3 separate regions of the Mus musculus genome follow, and all the other regions are linked to region 1. A link is a contact called in public Hi-C data. All regions are on one chromosome and are shown on one strand. Each heading gives the region's core, a stretch centred on a gene start, on an enhancer-like site or on the middle of the called end of the contact. The rest is flanking DNA. Distances are from core to core; before and after follow the strand shown. Region 1 overlaps Klf7 (Kruppel-like factor 7 (ubiquitous)). Region 2 has its middle 110 kb from the start of Gm35803. Region 3 has its middle 87 kb from the start of Gm35803.

Evidence for each region. A called contact is a pair of places that touch in the nucleus more often than the background predicts.
Region 2: a contact with region 1 is called in a Hi-C map of bone marrow-derived macrophages, with 3 times the contacts expected there. The contact joins two enhancer-like sites. A contact is called at or near these places in 2 of 484 Hi-C or Micro-C datasets (both in bone marrow-derived macrophages) and 1 of 9 other capture datasets (macrophages).
Region 3: a Hi-C map of bone marrow-derived macrophages shows a contact between it and region 1, with 17 read pairs. The contact joins two enhancer-like sites.

What each region holds. Positions count from the first base shown.
Region 1 is chr1:64,033,734-64,038,635 of GRCm38.p6, reverse strand. Klf7 (Kruppel-like factor 7 (ubiquitous)) reads left to right here. Exons shown (of 4, transcript NM_033563.2): 4 at 2,872-2,973. The coding sequence ends at 2,923. Among named protein-coding and RNA genes, the nearest start is that of Mir6899, 6.3 kb to the left of the region's middle. Within about 2 kb of position 2,550, at least 30 of the 459 cell types and tissues checked have an H3K27ac peak or open chromatin away from gene starts, as enhancers often do. A contact at or near this core is called in bone marrow-derived macrophages, where this site is marked.
Region 2 is chr1:64,387,929-64,392,830 of GRCm38.p6, reverse strand. No RefSeq gene overlaps it. Among named protein-coding and RNA genes, the nearest start is that of Gm35803, 110 kb to the right of the region's middle. Within about 2 kb of position 2,435, at least 3 of the 459 cell types and tissues checked have an H3K27ac peak or open chromatin away from gene starts, as enhancers often do. A contact at or near this core is called in bone marrow-derived macrophages, where this site is marked.
Region 3 is chr1:64,364,393-64,369,294 of GRCm38.p6, reverse strand. No RefSeq gene overlaps it. Among named protein-coding and RNA genes, the nearest start is that of Gm35803, 87 kb to the right of the region's middle. Within about 2 kb of position 2,099, at least 3 of the 459 cell types and tissues checked have an H3K27ac peak or open chromatin away from gene starts, as enhancers often do. A contact at or near this core is called in bone marrow-derived macrophages, where this site is marked.

The DNA of each region.
Region 1 (4,902 bases), core at 1,301-3,800:
CCAGCACCTAAGAAGCAAAGTAAAGGGTTTAACCCTCTGCCAGGGCCTCTCCTTATCACACCTGTTCAAATCCCCAGTTACCCTGGACACGGGATTCCAAGGGCCTGTTCTCTTGATTTCTCTCGGATCCTAACCCCACCCTGACCACTGCCATAGCAACCAGGCGCCTTGTGCTAATTTACATTACAAAATCGTTCTCTTGACAGTCTAATAACTTTCAATTCAACATAAGTCCCTCTCCCAAGGCTATGTCAGTAGCCTGTCTGTTCTAGAGGTTTGAGGGTCTGGAGTTGATTTATTGCCTTTTTCCGGGATCTAGGGTAGTGGGTCTCAACCTTCCTAGTGCTGCAACCCTTTAATACAGTTTCTCACGCTGTGATGACCCCCAAGCGTAAAATTATTTTCGTCCTACTTTATAGTTTTTTTTGGTATAGTTATGAATCCTAATGTAAAATCTGTGTATACTGATGGCTATAGGTGACCCCTGAGAAAGGGTTGCAGCCCACAGGTTGAGAACTGCTGGGCCGGAGGCTGCCCACGTTCACTGCTGGAGACTCCCGGTCCTCCGCCATACCAGCTGCTCTGGCTCTTTCACCCGCCTCTGGCATTTTTAAGGATTCTACTTTGATGATGGAGGGTTGGAGTTTCCAGAAATGGTGTGGGCAGCCTCTAGATGCTAGAAAAGGCAAAAAAAAAAAGGGGGGGGGATGGAGGGAAGGGAAGAGAGCAAGACAGTGAGTCCCATGACAGTACAGAATTGTGCAAGTTCAAAGCTGAATATCCCGAAGACTGTTTAGCTATATCACTGTTTTATAATACCTTGAATCTGTTTCAGTTGTTTCATAGGGACAGTCCAGATAACAAGTTCACTCTAAATTAAGGGCCTAAAATAAGCTGCTGGGACTGGCACTGTTATTCGGGGGATCTTGTAGTAGATTGTTATGCTGTAAGTTTCCTGTTCTGTAAGTTTTCTGTTGTCTTTGTCTTTTTTTTTTCCTCTCCTCTCCTCTCCTCTCCTCTCCTCTCCTCTCCTCTCCTCTCCTCTCCTCTCCTCTCCTCTCCTCTCCTCTCCTCTCCTCCCCTCTCCTCTCTTTTTTTCTTTTCTTTTCTTTTCTTGTTGTTTGTTTTGTTTTTCGAGACAGGGTTTCTCTGTGTAGTCCTGGCTGTCCTGGAACTCACTCTGTAGACCAGGCTGGCCTCAAACTCAGAAATCTGCCTGCCCCTGCCTCCCAAGTGCGGGGATTAAAGGCGTACGCCACCACTGGCCCAGCCTTGTCTTTTTTTCTTATCATCTCCTGGGATACTGTTGTACACATGTACCTATTTAAGGAATGGGCATAAACAGAGGGTGTGGAGAGTATGGGGTCAGGGAACAGGGTGGATTTGTGATTTGTTTGTTTAAGAATGAGCAAACACAGGGAAGCCTTGCTTTGGACAGGAAACTCTGCAAGCCTGAATGGGTAGCTTGCTAATGTCCTAGCAAGGAATTTGAGTGGTGGAGCTATCTCAAGCTACAGCGATGCCTAGGAATGTTGTCATAGTCCAGGCAAGGGCTAGCTTAAGGAGAGAGCACACAGCCAGACCATGCATGGCTGTTGCTTTACATGCATCACAGCAGGTACTTCCGCCAGACCCTGATATTGCAAACTGTTAGAGCACGGAAATGCCCACACTGTTATTGGTAAGATGCAGAAACCTGCCTTAGACTGATGTCAGTGTAAACGGCTACTTATTAACAAGCTTAGATTATTAGCTCGAATAACTATTAGAAATGGAATTCAGTTTGTCTTTAAGGTTGGCTAAATCCAAGTTCCCAGATACCATCCAGATTCTTTTCTCTGCTCACTTCCTTCTCCAGCGGCAGTATGGGCACACTAGCAGCTCAAAGCTCATCTCCTAGCAATTTAGCATTCCCAGTGGAAGGAGCATGTCTCTCTTCCAGTAATTTCAGTAGCTATAGAACCACCTTTCCTTTGGCCTCTGTGTGTCATGTGACTGTTGCTTAGCAATCACTGCCGCCATGGCTTTCACTTTAGAAGGAAGGTCAGCTTTATACTAGTGAGAACATAAAAGGGTTTCTACCCAAGAGACTCTCATATGTCTACCATCAGAGTAAAGAGGAAGGAAGATGACCATAGCATCTGCCAAGGAAGGTGCTCGATTATGGAACTTAAGCCCCAAGTGTTAGTCCAAGAGCCTCAGCCCCAGTCTTTATTCCATGACTCTCCACCTATGTATCCTCCCCTTAGTTCTTTAACACATACTGAATCAGACAGACAGACAGACAGATGCACACACACACACTGACTGACTCATCATGGAGATGTCCCCAGGATAGTGTTGGGGCTATCTGTGAACACCACTCTGTTCTTTGTCTTGGTGTGAATATATTATGCCTGTGTGGACCTGGAATTATAGGCAATACACTCCTAGGCTTTCATGGTAAAGCCCGAGACAGCAAAGTGGGTGTTGAAACATCAGTGTTCTACTAACTGGTGACATAGGCCAGTTATTCATTATTGTATATACAGTGCATGAGCATGTCATGTGTTTAGAGAGCACTTCCACATTTTGTTCCTTCTTAGATAAGTATAGTTATAATCATAACAGTCCCCGTGTAGTGACATCTTACTCTGTGCGATGTGATATTATGATACTTCTCTTGCCTAATCCTTAAATAAACGTAAGAGACAGTGTCCCCATCAGCCACGCTGCTACTGGAAGAGCTAGGGTCTGAATTAAAGCAGTCTGACCCGAGCTGACTCCTCCAGCACACTTCCTCGTCTCTCCATAACTCACAAGTGCTGTCTCTCTTTAAAACTGAGAAAAGTAGCTGGACCTCTCTGACATGCTTGTTGTTTGTCGTTCTAGGTGTTTCTCCAGGTCTGACCATCTTGCGCTCCATATGAAGAGACATATCTAAACAAAACAAAACAAGACAAAATAAAAACAAACAAAAGTAAAAAAAAAAAAAACAACAAGAACAAAACACCGCAAAGGCCAGAGTTGCCATGGCAGCAGCCAATGTCCGAAGGAAATGCAGTGAGGCAGAGGGCTGGACTTCAGGCGGGGAGAACTGCCTCGCAGAAGAAAGTTCTCGCTTACAAACCTCTGTGTGCATACATGTACACGCACACGTACACACACCCTCTCACACACAGACCCACACACAGATCCACTCTCATGCACTCAACTATATTTAAAGTATATACGTCTATTTCTTATGCCTTGCCCTAGCCAGATGATAGAAGACAAGGAAGAAGGAAGCCAGGTGAACTCGGCAAGGCACTGGCTGCTGACCCCAGCGCTACTGGATCACTTCCCAATGTTGCCAATGGAAAACAAAGCAAACGGATGTCTGTCTCCATGGTGGCCGCAGTCCAAGAGGCTTACATAACTTCTCAGTGCAACGTGATAAGAGAATCCAACATCTTATGGTTGCATATGTGTAGCACTAATGTTTCTTTTTAAATAGTTGGGGGAGATTGACCTAGAAAACCAAATTGCAGTTTGGTAGCCAAACTTAACTCCTGGGTTATTTGTCCTTTGTGTGTGAAAAGTCCTACTATTCCGTACGTCAGACTTCCTCACAGAACTGTCGGTTGGTTTTGGTTCTTCTTAGGACCAGTGAGATCTTTTGAATTGCTACCAACGGCCTTAGCGGCAGCAGACTGTGGATTTACACCTTACACCTTTCTGGCCTGCATCTCTCTAGACTTTACTCTCGAGGGAGGAGTTTTCTTTTCTTACTTTTTTTGACTCTCGCACATCATATGCACTAGGGATTCTGAAAACTTCTAGCATGACTGCAAAGTGGCCAAGAGAATAAAAGTCCTTGATGATAAATCACAGTATACCCCTTGAGCCTCACCTTCTTGCCAGTGCTAGATTTTTTCTTTTTAAATCTCTCTGATTTTTTGCTAATGAAAACTTGAAAAAAAAAAAAAAGCTTATTTGGAAGCTTAAATGTTTTATCTTTTCTCCGTGGACTAAACCTCTCCAGGACTCTCTCGGCACCTGGATGTCTAGCTCTCGAAGCAGCCAATCAGATGGGACATCAGAGTTCTCTCATCCCTCCTTAAGGCGTGATGACCTCAGCTCACAGTGAGCGGCTACTCTACTGTCCTTGCTACCCTATAACTACTTACAGCATAGATCTCGCTAGTCTCAAAGGGCAGCTGCGTATTTAATCTAACTCTGGGTTATGACCTGACAAAAAAGCCAAAAATCTCACTCTTTCCAGGAGTGGGGGAGTCCGCGGATGCCTCCCAAATCTAGAGGCTTCACAAAACATCATCCCATCCCTTCCCTCACTCACCCTCTGAGATCATGGTACCCACTTGTTAAATGCATACTTCAAAATGCCATTGTGGGAATGAAGGTTGTCCATTAAGGAAAGGGTGAATGTGTCACTCTTATGATGTCTCTACGGGTGTTGGTGGGGGGGCGCTTTCTTTAGGGGGTACTGGTTCTTTTTGGCTAGACCCACCATGGCTTGTGACCTAGAGCACCCAAGATCAACAGAGGCCTCATATTTACCCTGAAAGCTGATTCCAAGGGATTTATATTGCTCACTTGCATATCACACACACACATCCAATGTTGGTTTCTATCTTCCCGAATTCTTAGCTAGCTGGCACTGGCCTAAACTCCAAAGACTGCCTTTAGGACCATTAACTGGCCTATGCAAGCAAGCGGGGTGGGTATTAAGGCAGATTGTATATTTTGTATATTCTGGGACCATCCCTTCAAGACGCGTCTAACAAACAAAAGTGGCGTTTGGTCCGTACAAGGTTGCTGCACCCTCATACCAGCTGGCTCCCTCCTGCCCTCCTCTGACTGTTTTATCCACTGACTGTTAAAATGCCGCCCATACATATTTGGGATGCAAAACTGAAGTCT
Region 2 (4,902 bases), core at 1,186-3,685, 350 kb before region 1:
GGTTGTGACTTTGATTTCCAGCACCAATGTTAAACAAAACAAAACACCAAAAAACAAAAACAAACAAACAAACAAACAAACCCCAAACAACCTGGCATAATGGTGTGCATTTGTAATACCCATGCTGAGTGGGTTTAGTTGAGGAGACGGGTATAATTCTGGAGCTCACTGGTCAGTAAGAGTAGCCTAATTAGTGAGACTCTCTTAACAGTGAGAGGTCCTGTCTCTATAAACAAGGTGGATAGCTACTGAAAAGCAACTTCTGAAGTTTATCTCTGGCCTCCAAACACACTAGCACTCACACATACACTAGTACTCACATGAACACTTATCATCCCCAACAACAAAACCAAAAGTGCACCAAAAAGGAACTATGTCTAACAAATTAAAACTCCCCACCAGCAGCAGCAGCAGCAACAACAAAAATAACACCATCACCACCAACAACCACAAAAGATACACTTAGATCAAAGAAGTGGTTCCTACCCCATCCATAGCCCGGCTGCACATTCTACTGGTTTGGTCTTTGTTGCACATTAACCTCTTTTATTTATTTAACATCCACCAGGACTATGCTTCTGCAGTACTGAATAATCCACGAAGTTATCTGAGACAGATGATAGTCTCTGTTTTGATAATGAAGCCACCAACGAAGAGCTTTATTAGTGTGAAAAGTCACACAACCAGAGTTTTCTATCCCATTAGGAGGGAAAACCCCAACATATGTCATGTCACGTTAATAAATACTGCATGTGCAAACTGGGCTCTACATTAACAGTAAACTCCCCAAAGGGAAAATTGATTTGCTTTTAAATTTTAACAGATTTTCTTCTTTTCTTCTATAGGTTCTTGTTAGTTCTCCATCCCTTCTCTTCTATGAGGAATGTTAATTTCTATGAGAAATATAACATTCTCTAATCCAAACAGCAAAAAAGAGAAACAGAATGCAGAAAAAAAAGGAGTAAAGAGAAATAAAAGGGAAAAATAATAAATTGGTCATTAAACCAAAAAAAGATGCACAAGACACAAGAGAGAGGAGCAAAGCTGCGCATGTTCCGCGTGGGGCTGAGGTGCAGATGTAAGTATAAAATGCTCCACAAGAGATGTAATTGAGAAAATCTATCAAATGTCCTGACAGCTGCTCCGGCATTTCCAGAAGCGATAAAACTGGAATTTATTTCACTCCTAGAAAAAGGGGCAGTATCACCTTCTGGCGGCTTTAATGAAATGCCATAAAATTCGAGGAAAAACTGTGTTGTTAAGTCATAAAAAGGCAGTCGGAAGTGGATTGCTAGAGATGCTGCAGGAGGGGTTGGTGTATCTGAAAAGTGACCATTGGGGACTGGGGCCTTTTATGGAGGTCACTAGCGATGCCTGTGGGTTTCTGATCCTGTGGTGCCTCTTGTTCATCTACTCACCTGTATAGTGTGGCACATGACTTCCTGGATCCCTGACTCTTCACAAGCCATACCCAGATCTAGGAGCCCCCAGCACCCCTTATTATGTGTGTGAATGTGTGAAACTGCATACACATTGACAGATACTTAGTCTTGGATGTTTTGCAAAATGCAAGTGTCAGCAATTGCACTCATTGATTTTCCAGTTGATTTCTGTTTGTTGGTGGTTTTTGTTGTGGCTGTTGATTTTTGAGATTGTGATTTAATTACAATGTTTATTCCTTCCCTTATGCCTCTAAGTCCTCCCATATACCCCTCTCCAGTCTCCTTCAAGTTCATAGCCTCTTTTTTCATTGTTGTTGGATATTTGTACATATATGCACATACATTCCTAGATATAACCTGTTGATTCCATATAATAATGTTTGTATATATGTTTTAGGGCAGATCATTTGGCATTGGATAACCACTTGGTGTGTTCTTCCATGGGAAGGACCATCTCTCTTGCTCCACAGATTTACTCAGTAGCCTGTGGTTCTCTGTGTAGGGTTGAGTCCTTGAGGGCTTTTCTCCATTCATTTTGGCCTGCTTTTCAGTGCATCTTTGGTTTAGCTCATGTTCGGGCAGTCACATTGGTGAGATTTTATGGGTGTAGGTGGTAGGGAATTCAGTCTCACCATTTCCTGAGCCTCTGGCTCTTACACCCCCTTACCACTTCTGCAATGTTCCCCGAGTCTTCAGAGCATTTTGTAGACTTTGGAGGAGCTCTTCTGCAATTTCTAGGAGTGGCCTGCATTTCCTTCTCTCCCAGGGAGAATTAATATGGTAAATAGGGATAGAATAGCCAACAGCTCACTATTCCTACCTTTAGGCCTGTGGGAAGCTCCTCTGGCTATGGGTTCTAGGGGCAGTAGCTGGAGCAGTCACACCCAATACAATCTTCTTCTACATTACATTCTGATTTCTTAGAGTCTGCCACCCTCTTAACCTCCACCCAGTTCCTTCTGGCCTTGGTTCTGCTTTTTGATACTTTTTGATGTGTCGTCGGCTCTTCCCTTGATGATGAGCACCCATGAGCACCACAACCATGTTGTAGTTTGAATCTTATCTTCTAGAGGCTGGGTCTCAAGACATTAGTCCCTAGTTCACAGGTGTTATTTTTGAGAGGTTGTAGAAACATGGGAACTGGGGTATAGCTGAAGGAAGTAGGTAACTAGGGCAGGTTCTTGGGGTATATAATCCTGTTATTCGTCGCGTTCTCACGACCGGCCAGGAAGAACACAACAACCAGAATCTTCTACGGCAAAGCTTTATTGCTTACATCTTTTTGGGGCCAGAGTGTAAGAAGCAAGAGAGAGAGAAAAACGAAACCCCTTCTATTTAAAAGAGAACAACAATTGCCTAGGACGCATCACTCCCTGATTGGCTGCAGCCCATGGCCGAGCTGACGTTCACGGGAAAAACAGAGTACAAGTAGTCGTAAATACCCTTGGCTCATGCGCAAATTATTTGTTTACCAACTTAGAACACAGGATGTCAGCGCCATCTTGTGACGGCGAATGTGGGGGCGGCTTCCCACAGTTCCCCCTTTTTCTTTTAATAAGAGCAAATAGGCCACCCATATTAATGAGAGTGGAGATAGAGGTCAAATCCCCAGTGTGTAGGTAAAGGAGCCATGTACAGGATTAGCTCTTAGGCTTACAGGCTTTTACCCAGAGCAACCCTGACCTGCTCCCGTGTCGTTTTGCCTGGGGGAAGGGAACTAGGACACTGAACCTTCATGAAAGATGACATGTCTCCCTAGAATAGGCTCATATATGCCGCAGAGCCTTTCCATTGCAGTGCTTAGCCTTGCAACTCTCTCGGGCTGCTGAAGCACACTCACTCTATCTCGTGCAATGAGACTAGCCTCGTGAGATATAAGAGCTGAGTGGCCAGCGACCTATTGCCTAAGCATAGATATATCAGGGGAAGCTCCATGTTCTAGTCCTGCAAGCGCCTGGGCAATAACCACCTTGTCTCTCTTAGTTTAGGCCTTAAGCTTACAGACCAATCAAAGAAGCAACACTAATCCACAGCAAAGTGTATCTCCAAATAATATTAATCCCACCCATTTTTTTAAAGAAAGAAAATGCTGAGGAGATCCAATTGGGTAATCCTTTGGTCAGCGACAGGTCCAAGCGCGTGGAGTTGACCTGAAGTCTCAATTCCCGAAGGATCTGTTTAAATTCAGCCATCCAATTCTGTAACATATACTGAAAAAGACTTTTTGACAAATTAGCTGCCCTAGTAAATTTAACATACTGAATGGAAATAACACACAATCCCGGAAACTTTTGTTCACATCCCTGCTGAGTTATTTGTCATAATACATCTAGTTGTATCTGGACAAGATCTATGAGTTGATTAACCAGCATGAGACCTCTCTGTATCTTGACATTAGCTGAGGCCTGTTCATCTATGACTGTAGTCACTGAGGCTGACAAAGTGTTAATGGTGTCAGTCATCTGGACCTGTCCAGACAGAGCCAAGGCTGTCTGAATTAAGGCCAAACCCAGTTCCTAGTTAGTGGTAAAAAAGCAGGAGAATACTTGAGCATTATACATCACCGTCATTGGGAGTGGAAATGTCGACATTATCCCCCAACGCTGCTCTCTCTTTATTATTGACGCCCTGGACATCACCAAGACGAGGGACATTAGTATTCCCTTGGTCAGTCTGGATTTTTCGGGTGAGTCTTTCCGGTACCCAAAATGGGTTGTCTTCATTCTGTGGGAAAACACAGATAGCTCCCCTGGATCTTATCAAGATAGGATCCGGGCCATACCATTTATTATCAAGGACATTTTTCCATTTAACCATCTCATTGGGCCTATCTGGCTCTGAACAATGACGTTCAGCCGCAGTATGGCCATGAGCATCAATATTTAAAAAATTGAGTGTAAAGAGTGCCAAAGACACCGACACTCTTGGTGCTCGGGGTACAGTCTCCTCAAAAGTTCCCCTCTTCTGTTTTATAAGATAGGCTTTGAGGGTGCGATGCGCACGCTCAACAATACCCTGTCCTTGAGGGTTGTACGGAAGTCCAGTCAGGTGGGTTACGTCCATCTGACGGCAGAACTGCTGAAATTTTTGAGACGTGTAAGCTGGTCCATTATCAGTCTTAAGGAGTCTGGGTTTCCCCCAAGCACTCCATGCCTCAAGACAATGTTGAATCACATGTGAGGCTTTTACTCCGGTTAACGGAGAAGCAAACATGATGCCAGAACATGTGTCAATGGACACATGGAGATATTGAAATTTTCCAAAGGAAGAAACATGTGTAACATCCATTTGCCAGACCTGTAGAGGTCGAATACCGCGTGGGTTAATTCCCACATGAGGAACTGGCAAGAACTCACAGCAGCTTTGACATTGAGTAACAATGTCACGGGCTTCTTTTCTTGTCAAGGAGAAACGACTGCGTAATGTTTCAGCCGTCACATGAAAATTATTATGAAAATTT
Region 3 (4,902 bases), core at 850-3,349, 330 kb before region 1:
GTTTCAAAAGGAGCTGTTTGTGTTATACAGGACAACTGTCTGACATTTCTGGGTTCAATACAAATGCTACATTTGGGATTTCTTTCAATTACCAAGGATTTCATTGAAGATACATGACAGATGGCAATTTCTTAAGAGAACAAAAAAAAAAAAAAAAAAAAAAAAAAAAAAAACATGGATGAGATTTGTATTTGAAGAGCATTAGGCAAAATGTCTGCCCCCTCCACCTTGGGTGTACCATTCATGTTCTCTCTTGGGAAGAGAAGGACATATTCTGTTTCTTAGCTAGCTACTGAATCCTCTGTCTTCTACTCCACTGATAGGTAAGTAAACCAGACCATGGTGTATCTCTGCTGGATACTTCAACTGCCTCAAAATAGATCTGCCTGCTAGTAACTACTGCTCCCCAAATCCATTCTCTCTTCTCTAGCTGAACGGATCTCTTAAACAATCAATCTGATCATTTCACCTTCCACTTCTAAAGACTTTTTGCTCCCCAAATTGTTATCATGGCTAAACAAGTGCCATATGACAAATGGTTCCACAAGCCGTCATCAACCTGTCTCAAAATGGCCTTCTGCTTTTTATTTTTCTAATTTAATTTTATTTGTAATTCATTTTTTACATTCCATATTCCATTCCCTGCCCCTCCCCACCCACCCTCTGACTGTTCCACATCCCACGCCTCTTCTGCACCCTACCCCACCTGACTTCTAAACTCCCTCAGGCCTCTAGTCTCTTGAGGGTCAAAATGGCCTTTTTTATTATTAACATATTTAATGTGCTTACCAGTAGTGTTTGGTGATATTTCCATATGTATATATAGCCTTATTATAGCCACTGTCTTGTAAGTTCTGTGAGAGCAAGACTGAGCCTGTCCTGTTTGTTCTTAGCATTTAATATGGAGAGGTGACATGGCCGTGACAGGGAGTCATTCTGTTGTGCAGTTTTGCTTATTGTTGTCTTTAACTTAGGTTAAAGGTGAGTGTTGTTCACTTGGTCTCTGCATCTGCTTCTGGCCATTGTTCTACATTTCCCTCGCTAGGTAAAATGTCTTTCTGGAAGATGTCCTTTGGAAGACATTTCAAAAAACAACATAGCAATTGAAATTGTTGTATTCTCTGGGGAGGGAGGAAGGTTAAGCAAAAGGCTCATTATGTATCCCAAAGTGGCCTTGAACATGGGGTGAGCCCCCTGCCTCTACTCCCCCAGTGTTAGGATAACAGGCACATTCAAGACTCTGGTTCCCATGAACTGTTCAGGGGACAGAAAAATCTGAATGTAGATGGAGTCATTTATTTTCTTCCCGAGAAACAATCACAGATGATCTGAGGCTGAGGAGGCTGACAGAGCAGAATCCTAAAGTATGTGTTTATGTGTGCACTCACATGAGTGTGTCGTCTGCAAGTCTGGATGCACTGCTTTGGTACCCTAGGATAGGTTAGAGCCGCTAGAATTGATGACTGTGACATCTGACGAAGCCCTTGCTGAGCTCGGCTTTCTCTGCCAGAGAATGACCTATGTGTGTCATAATGGCACATCTCAGAAAGAGGAAAGTAGTAAATCCTAGAGCGCTGCCCCCAGAAGTCTGTGCACTACTAGCCCAGATCTTATTTGACTGTAAAGATTTCTCAATCTCGTTGGATGTGGCTGTATGCATGCATTTATGTGATTGGCATTGGACAAAACTGACTTAGAAGAATGTAGCTTAGATCAAGCAAGTAAAATTGCAGAATATGAAAGGGGTAGCCCAGGAGAGGCAGCTACAGCAGGTTGCAGAGATCTGGAATTATTTTGCATTTAGGAAAAAAATCTTTTTTGCATAGCATATCCTGTTTTTTATTCCGCCTCCCCGCATCTCCCATTGAGATTGCTTTGGAGGGAAGCTACACACAAACTTTGCTGGCTCCTTTTTGTCTATCTAGACTAAAAGATAATTGTAGAAATGTTCTCCTATTATTGCTTAACATAGTGCAATACCCAGGGCCTGGAGCAGCCATGGCTCCCTTTGTCTGACAAACAGGTAATGCGTTTAAATAAAGGCCTAGTGGGTTTCTGCCAGGATGCAGGCAGACTCAGTAGCTAAGGGAGTATGAAGGATGTTTCTTTCACTTCCTCCCTGGACTTTAACACTGGCCAAATAGTCAAATGCAGAGGCTTGCAAGCACTGAACAAGATGGCTGGCAGATAAATTACAAAACAAATGGAGAGATCATTTGCATTTCTTCTTGGAAGCTAATCAGGCAGTGAGGACCTGTCTTGCTACTCTGACAAGAACTTCAGTGATTGTTCAGTCCCTTCAACGGCATCTTCTCTTCTCAGTCATCCATTTGTGGGTTTAGCTTGTATCTTGTGTCTTTAAATAAAACAGCTGACTTGCCTTGCCTGTGACCTCTGGGAATAATTTAATTCTTGCAGTGGGAACTAAGTATCCACACAGCAGCAAATGAAAATTCCTCTCTGACCCCCAAACCCCAGACATGTGGGCTCCTCGGTGCTCTCCTTGGCCTGGAGACTGGGGAGTATCCATGCATTGTCTATTTAATATTCCAAACCATCTTAGAGGTCAAAGCTGTAAATCTCAACAAGATATGGATGTCAAACCTTTGTACAACGAAGGAGGTAGGCGAATTTTTATAAGTGGAGGTATACTGTAACACAGAGAGACAGGGTCATTTAGTGATCTATCCAGTCTGCAGTTTTATGATGGAGCAGGAAGTCTGAAAGGGAAAGAAATTAACATTAATTCAATGCTCAATTAATGCCAGGCCACTTGGAGTGAATTAACATATCCAATTCTCACAACAAAGTTGCTATCCATCTATTTTACAGATGAGGAAGGTGAGAATTAGAGAGATTTAATAATGTGCTTAAATTCACACACATGAGGAGAGACAGAAGCGCAACACAGGCGCCTGTCAAGCAGCATCCAGGGCACATAATACCAACAAACTCAGGAAGAAAGCCCACCTACTCGTTTACTGTGGGCTGTGGCGATACTTTGCAGGTTAGTACAGTAGTATTTTTTTTTTCTCTTGCTCCTTTGCCTGCCCTTTTGATTACCTCTCAGGCGCTTCAGTGAAGTCTCCCTCAGGTCTTCAGGCCTTGCTTCCCTGTGAGGCAGAAGTGGCAGCAGCAGGGAGGCTTTGCCAGAGCCTCAGGAAGGTGAGCTGCTGAGTGGGGGTGGGGTGAGTTTTCACCAACCCTTATTCTCCTCCCACCCAGAATCAGTTTGTATCTTTATATTAAGTCATCAATTATGTGTATATATGGTGGCCTCTCCTTGACCACTCCATGAGTATTACCTATCTGTGCAATGCAGTGTTAGGTGCTGAATTATGATGCCTTCAAAGTGGACACATTAGAGACATAATCTCTAGCTCAGAATGGGCTGTTTTGGGGACAGGGCTTTCGTGGGGGGGGGGGGATGGTAACCAAGGTTAAATGAGTCCATAACGGGTGACTTTAATATAACATGTCTGATGTCCTTTATTGAGAGAAGAGGTATTAGGTCATGAATGTGAGCACACAGAGAAAAGATCATGGAAGACACAGCAAGAAGATGTCATCTACGTGCGCCATAAGACCTTAGAAAAAACTAAGCACCGCACCTTCTGTCTTGGTGTGTTAAACTCTAGAACTGCTATAAAATACACCACTGTGATTAGAACGCCCACTCTGGTATTCTATTTGGAAAGTCACTATGTATGGGAAGACTTGAGTGCAGGGTTCTCAACCTGTGGGACGTGACCCTCTTGGAGTCCACATTCACAGTGGTTGAGTATCAGATGTCCTGCATATCAGATATTTACATTACAATTCAAAACAGTAGCATCATTACAGTTTAAAGTAGCAACAAAATAATTTTATGGTTGGGTGTCACTACAACGTGAGGAACTGTATTAAAAAGGGTTGGAGTATTAGGAAAGTTGTAAACCACTGTTTTAGTGTGTGAGACTCCACAAGCAACTTCGCTATCTAGTTACAGAGATGAATAAGGCCCATGTCTATCTCTGTCCCCTGTAGACTACAGCTTGCATGTGTAGCACTCACTATAAGATTAGAACTTCGAGAACTTTGTTTTTCAGGGCTCCAAACACCTCCTAATAAGAAAGTAGATAATACACTAAGTACCACTATTAGCTTTACCCAAGTAGGCTGGATCATCAGACGTTGACAAGGCCTATTGATAGTGTTTTGCTGGGGCAATCATAGATCCAACTTTGTATGGATTCTGTAATTTATTTCCATTATGAATATATTTGGCATTGATATGAAGCTTTCAAGGCTAGGAGTGCTGTGGTCTCAGGGTTAGTTCTTACTAACCATTCTTTCGTCTAGTGTGGCTTTATTTCAGGCATTGCCTGAGTTCTGCACAGTGTGTTGTGTCAGCATCAGAAATGCTATTGAATGATAATAATAAGAACGATTCCATATAGAACAAGATGGAATTAAGTTCCAATTCTGTTCCACTTGTTACTTGGCCTCGATGACTCAGGCTGCCATCTTGAAGATGATTTTGATAAGTACCTTATCATCTCTGAAGACTGGACGCAATCAGGCTTAAAAGGGATTTAAATCCTTGAATAAATGTGTTTCCAATGCAAATCACTACTTATATTTCTCTACTTCTCATAGGTTCATATCTTTAATGGGAAGAAAAACTTTCATATATATTGACAGACTACAAATGAAAAAGTAAACATGTTAAACCAGAAAGCTGGGGAGAGCCAGGCATGGTGGTGCACACCTGTAATCCAAGAGCTTGAGGGATTGAGGCAGGAGGACTGTGATTTGCAGGCCAGCCTAGGCTACCTTGTGTGATCTTGTCTCATTTTTTTTCTTCTAGACAGTGGGAAGGTTTGACTCTCCATCTCTATCTGCCTGTCTTCCTGAATTAGA